Linked DNA regions of Hordeum vulgare: region 2 is linked to region 1. The links are chromatin contacts, called in public Hi-C maps. All regions are on one chromosome and are shown on one strand. The core of a region is the stretch at or near the end of the contact, and the rest is flanking DNA. Distances in the headings are between cores, read along the strand shown. Region 1 has its middle 14 kb from the start of LOC123450334. Region 2 has its middle 87 kb from the start of LOC123448054.

Region 1 (3,137 bases), core at 73-2,572:
TTTTATTTTTCTGAAATAATTGATGTGATGTACTTACTTGTCTAACTCGCCCCCTTTCTTTTTTCAAATTTCACCTCTCATAACCTCTTGCTACACTCGTCTCTTAGGCCTTTGTTTGGATACAAGCCTTTTTTGCGTTTACACATTAATACGTAGGTTTGGTCGAAGTATTTTCCGGTGAACTCATCAAACCACATAACAAACTAACATCATGTTTGGACCCTCCATCTAGGAAATTGTGTTTTATCAAAATAAGACTAATGCTCATGTTTTGTGAATACATGATTACAGAAAACTCGATGTAACAATTTGTTTCCACTCCACTCCTTAGATTATTTTCTTACGACACACCCTTCCCGATTCGCATCATTTACCATTTACAACATATCTACTTTTAAATTGGAGTAATATGGTTAGCATGCCTTTAAAATTTCAAACTAAAAGCCAAGCACTTTTTGAACAGTAAAATCAAAGACCTTAACTTTTTTGAGAAAAATCAAAGAAATTTAACTACTCTAGCAAGCTTTGATCAAGTGGAGATTGAGCTAGTAGTGTAAAACTAAGGAAGAGCCTATCCACGTTGAACATGAGTCAGCTTGAACCTAGCCTTGTCCGTCTTGGGCACATGGTGAGTTTTTGAAAAGCAAACATTTTCATATTTGTGAAAAAACTAAATACTCAGATTCTTTTGAAAATCAGATTTTTTAGAAATTCCAACATTTTTTCATATGTCATTTTCCCTTAAAAACAAGAATATTTTTAAAACTTTAACTAAAATTTCAAAGTGAACAACTTTTTAAAACATGCACAATTTTCGCAACTGTATTTTTTTTTAAACAATGAATATTGTTTTGCATGCGTGAACTTTGTTTTTTTTAAATGAGACTTTTTTGAAATACCAATCACAAATTGAAAAAAAATTATGAATGGTTTCGGAAAACACTATCATTTTTTTGAAATTTTGAAGAAAAAATAAAATAAAATGAACAAAATGTGAATATTTGAATACTTTTAACGACGATTTTCTGTAAAAAATGAAGCATTTTCTGTAAATGCATTTTTTGAAAGATATTGAACATCTTTCGAACATTGTAAATTTTTAAGAAAAAACCTGAAAAACCAATAAATAAAACAACCAACAAAAATGACTCGAAAACATTCTACAAATTTGCCAAACTAGTAAAAACGGGGGTGGACCTTTCTGAAACATTGCCATACAGAGACGAGCAAACGCTATTCCAAGCACTAAATGGGCTACTCGACGTACTCCCACGTTTGTTACTCCTGCGAGAACAAGCGAAATTTTGATGCAATAAGTGTTGTAGATTGCGCCTATGTGCCGCCTAATGCGAGGCCAACGGTGGGACGTGGGCCGGGCCAGTAGGACGTGGCTTGTCTTGCTCATGGCACCTAGATTTTCTTTTTCTTCTCTTTTTTCAATTTCATTTATATTTCAATAAATGCATATATTTTAAAAACTTAAATTTACTTATCAATACATACCTACTAAAGAGAATATATATTCTTGGTCCATCAAGCTATTTTGCTAAAAATCCCCGATGTTTCTCATAATCAATCCGCAGTCCAGTTTTAATTCAGATTTTACTTTTGCGGAAAACCCCGTGATGTTTCTAGTAATCAATCCGCATGTCAGTTTTATGTCTGATTTGTTGCTTCCACATAAACCCCCTGCTAATTTGATTACAGTCTGCAATACAGATAAAATATTATTTAAAAATATCCATATCTTTTAGACCTAACTTCAAATTTAATGTTATCTAAGAAATTTGATTAAAAATGTGTAGTTTATGAATATGATGTTAGTTTACCTGTTAACCATTTTAAAAATGCTATTAAATATGCAATCTTAATTAATATGGTATGATTCATCTTTTGTTCATAACATTGTTGATCCAGACTGGTAATGAACACCTCACAAGATAAAATCTCTTCTGGATTGGAGGCGAAAGTAACCATCAAGAACCATGCATGCAAGTCTCGTCAAAACCTCACAAAAAAACTCATCTTATCCTGAGAGAAAGACGTTTTAGGATTGACAACACTCAAACGCGTTGTGACAGCGTAAGCACTTAGGCCATCGTCGGTGAGGGGGGGGGGGGGGAAGGAGGATAACTCACAACAGAAATGGGATGCCATTTGTTGAAAGAAACGATGTAGAGCTATTCGGGTTTGCACTTATAGTTTTTTGGATTAGGAGAGTGTTGTATTTTCTCCTCCCATTGCAATGCACCTTTTTTGCTAGTGAAATTTAAAAACATGACCGCGAAAAAAAGTTAACAAAATATAAAAAAATTGATAGTGTAGTTTTAGAAAATATTGATAACATTAGAAAAAAAATGTCTGTGAAAATGGAAAAGTGTTCCCGTACTTCAAAAAAATTATGCAGTTATCTAAACAAATATGTATACAATGTCAAAAAATTGGTTCATGTGACTAAGGAAATGTGCATCATATTTGATGGAAATAATACCACGTTTCAAGAAAAATGTGCACGGAATTTTGAAAATGTCAAATTGAAATGTTAAAAATATATTCATGTAGTTTAAAAAACAGCGTACTTAAGAAAAGTTTAGAAAACATGCATTTTAGATAACTACACATCATACATTTAAAAAATATCCAAATTGTATTAAAATATGTGTCATGCGTGCACTAAAAATGTTCATGTGTATTCACAAAACATCGACGTATGGTAAAAAATAAAACCGATTAAAAGTAACAATGAACCAAAAAAAGCAAAATGAATACGAGGAATACAAACAAAAGAAAAAAGTATAACTAAGAAAGGAAAACAAATAAAATTATTACGAAAACAATGTATAACAAATATAAAAAGGACGAAACCAAATAAAACCATGAAAAACAAAGAAAACAAAGTAAACCGGAGAAAGCAAATACATGATGTCATTTCCTAGTCTTAATTTTCTAGTCTTACTTTTTTTTATTTCTAGTTTTACTTTTCTTTGTTTTTTATAATTTTCTTTTTCCTTTTTCTGCCAATTTATTTTGGGGTATGCCATTTTTTTTATTTTTCTAATATGTATTTAAGTTTGCATATGTAACTACTTAGACATAGTTTTATTTGTAATTGCATGCTGAACTTTTTAATTCGAGTA
Region 2 (3,033 bases), core at 13-2,512, 270 kb after region 1:
CGCCACCCGCCCTTGGCTGGTTGTACGGCCGACTCCTCGACCGCCTTGTGTGAGGGGTGGCAGGGAGTAAGCGATGATGTGTGCTGAGTAGACCCAGGCCGTCTTGCTTGGTGGGAATCGTGAGGGGTGGGCAGTAAGGCCGACTCCGCTGTAGCCATGCTCGTACGATGCCATCGAGTGCCTAGTCTTGCGTTGCATCCCTTCGGAGGGGACAATCCTTGTTGTATGGGCCAACAACTAGCAAGAGGGGGCCCCACCGGTTGGTGGGTCGCCTAGAGCCGGAGGGACAAAGGTCCAGCCACGAACCGGTCGAGCCAGCTGGATCCGGCTTGCTCGAGCCGGTGCTTGAGTGGCCGAACCGGCCTTATTGTTTTTGAAAATGGGCATGAAGTGACATGAGGGTACCTCAGGTTTATCGCCCCGACAGTAGTCCCCGAAGCCGGAGAGTCCCGCTAGCTCGTAGCGGCGGGTCTCGCTGGCTTGTCTCCTAGGGTCCTTCTTGGTGGCGCTTTGGAGCCGGGTTGTGATTGTGGCCTTACGCAGGCTCGACACTGGAGGCGGAGAACCTTTGGCGCCTGCTGGCCATGGTCGGCCCTGGAGGCGGAGAAACTTTGGGAGCCGGGTTGTGATTGTGGCTTTACGCATGTTTGACCCTGGTGCGGTTGGCTGCCAAGGAGGCGGCCCACCGACAACGCAAGGAGGCGACCCGTCGACTGGAGGAGAGGCTGGTGCTTGAGATGGCCCACCCGGTGGATCTGGATCTATCGGCCAAACCCACAACCAGGCGCTAGCGAACTAGGAGGCGGTGCTGGAGAGGAATGTCGAGAAGGCTCGCGTGCTGAGGGGGGGTACGAGAAGTGGGCCTGCGTGTGGTCCTTGAAAGAGCAGGGCATATTGGAGGAGGCGCACGAGCTCGACCAGCTCCTCGGCCGTGAGTTCTTCTTTCTTGTTAGCATTTACCATATATTTTTGGGAGCTTAGTCTGTATGCTCTTACTTCGTTCGTTCTTCTCCCTCGATGGGTCTTTCACCAGACGTAGGAGCTGGCGGATGCAGCACGCCGAGGACCACCGAGAGGAGCAGCACGCCGAGGGGGCCCACATCGAGAAGCTTGCCAGCTGGACCGTGGAGGAGGTTGGGATCGGCACCCGGGCACGTCTGAACCAGGTGGTGACCATCATGCACTGGCTCTAGAAAGCCGGCCTAGGCTTGGTCCGAACCCTCTAGTCGAACGCTGTGCAACCCGAGACCGTGAGCTGGCTAGCTAGGTGGATCGTGGCCGGGCCGGCACCCGTCAACGCCTGGAGGCCTTTGGCCGCACGGGCCGGAGCAGAGATGGCTGTTAGCTTCGTCATATCCTGGCAACCAGGCCTGGACTTGGAGATCCTTGCCGCCCACCAGGAGGGCATGGAGGTGGAACTGGTGGCGACTGCCGAGCCCCGAGCGGCCCCGGCAAGAAACATTGCATCGTACGTTGAGTGGAACGTTTACGTCCTGGAGCGGGCCTTTGACAACGCGCCACTCCTGGAGCACGAGTATGCGTTGGCCCTTGGCGACTCGGACGGTAGCTCGGACGAGACGGGCAGCAATGAGACCGGCTCTAGTGCTGACATGTACTCACCCACTTGGGGTGTAAACTTTCGTTTGTGCAAAACTCTACGGTCGTGGGCCTGCTGTTTTATTGTAATATATGCATGCACTTTCTTGAACAACCTTTGCATGCTAAATCACCGTTCACTTTTGTCCCCTTATCTTTTTTTGTGTCATTCCTCCTCTGTCTTTGGCCCCGCTAGCCGGACAGCTGGGAGCCGGTCTGCGACTACGATGGGGCCTTGGCCTTTGGCGAAAGCGGCACAGTACTTGGGATCGGGAGACTTGAGCTTAGGACGAGCACGGGAGGGGCCTAGTGGAGGGGAAGCGAGGGCCCGAGGCGGTCGCCCCCCTTGGACGCCTTTTGTGTGTGAGCGACTTTGACCTCCGGCTCTTGCAAGCCGGACAGTTGCGAGCCGGTTTGTAGGTGGGGCGACGAGTGGGTCTTGGAATTTTGCACACTACTTGGCCCCTTTTAGGAGGACTTAGCCCGTACTGACCGGCTAGCCCAGTGGTCCGGGATTCGGATCCGAGGGCGAGAAAAGAAAAGACAAATGCACTCGAGAGAAATGATGGAAAGGTAGCCCTCGAGTCTGGCTCAGGGTACCTGCTGCATTCATAAAGCCCGAAAGATGGGGGGAATACATACACATTCAGGTTTAGGTGTAAAACGGGCGGAGGAGCACCGCGTTCCATGGGCGCTCTGTCTCCTCGTCAGAGGCATCTCTCTTGCGCTTCTGCGTCTTCTTGGCGTCTATGAGGTGGTATGCATTGTTGTAGAGCGCCCTGCTGATGATGAAGCTGCCTTCCCATGGGAAGACAGCTTGTGGTGGCCGACTATTCGTTGGACCCATTGGACAACTAGATCACCCTCGCGCAAAGCAAGGGGTCGGATCCTCTTGCTATGGTAGTGCCACAACTTCTTCTAGTAGATGGCCATCCGGCTCAAGACCAGAAGGTGTGCCTCCTTGAGCAGGTCGACGCCATCTTCCCTTGTTTCCTTGCCATCTACCTCCGTGTAGAGTGTTACGCGAGGCGAGTCAAACTCGATGTCTGTGGGGATGATCATCTAGGACTCGTAGCCCAGGAAGAACGGTGTCAAGGCGGTCAACCGGTTAGGGGTGGTCCGAAGGATCCAGAGCACAGTCGTCATCACATCGATCCATCAGCCGGCCGAGTGCACGAACGACTCGACGAGCCGGGGCTTGATGCCGACTAGGATGAGGCCGTTGACCCGCTCCACTTGGCTTTCGACTGAGTGTGGGCCACTGACGCAAGGTCGAGTCGAATGCCCTAGGTGGAGAAGAAGTAGGCCAAGGCGTCCTTGGCGAAGTTGGTGCCGTTGTTAGTGATGATTCTTTGAGGAATGCCATATAGAATGGTGAAGTCATTGATGAATGTGGTGGACGTGGGGCCGTCCAGCTTCTTGATCGGCCTCGCCTTG

The links. A called contact is a pair of places that touch in the nucleus more often than the background predicts.
Region 2: a Hi-C map of leaf shows a contact between it and region 1, with 8 times the contacts expected there. The contact joins two enhancer-like sites. A contact is called at or near these places in 3 of 6 Hi-C or Micro-C datasets (leaf and seedling).

What each region holds. Positions count from the first base shown.
Region 1 is chr4H:111,364,934-111,368,070 of MorexV3_pseudomolecules_assembly, forward strand. No RefSeq gene overlaps it. Among protein-coding and RNA genes, the nearest start is that of LOC123450334, 14 kb to the right of the region's middle. Within about 2 kb of position 1,323, at least 1 of the 3 cell types and tissues checked has open chromatin away from gene starts, as enhancers often do. A contact at or near this core is called in leaf, where this site is marked.
Region 2 is chr4H:111,638,224-111,641,256 of MorexV3_pseudomolecules_assembly, forward strand. No RefSeq gene overlaps it. Among protein-coding and RNA genes, the nearest start is that of LOC123448054, 87 kb to the left of the region's middle. Within about 2 kb of position 1,263, at least 3 of the 3 cell types and tissues checked have open chromatin away from gene starts, as enhancers often do. A contact at or near this core is called in leaf, where this site is marked.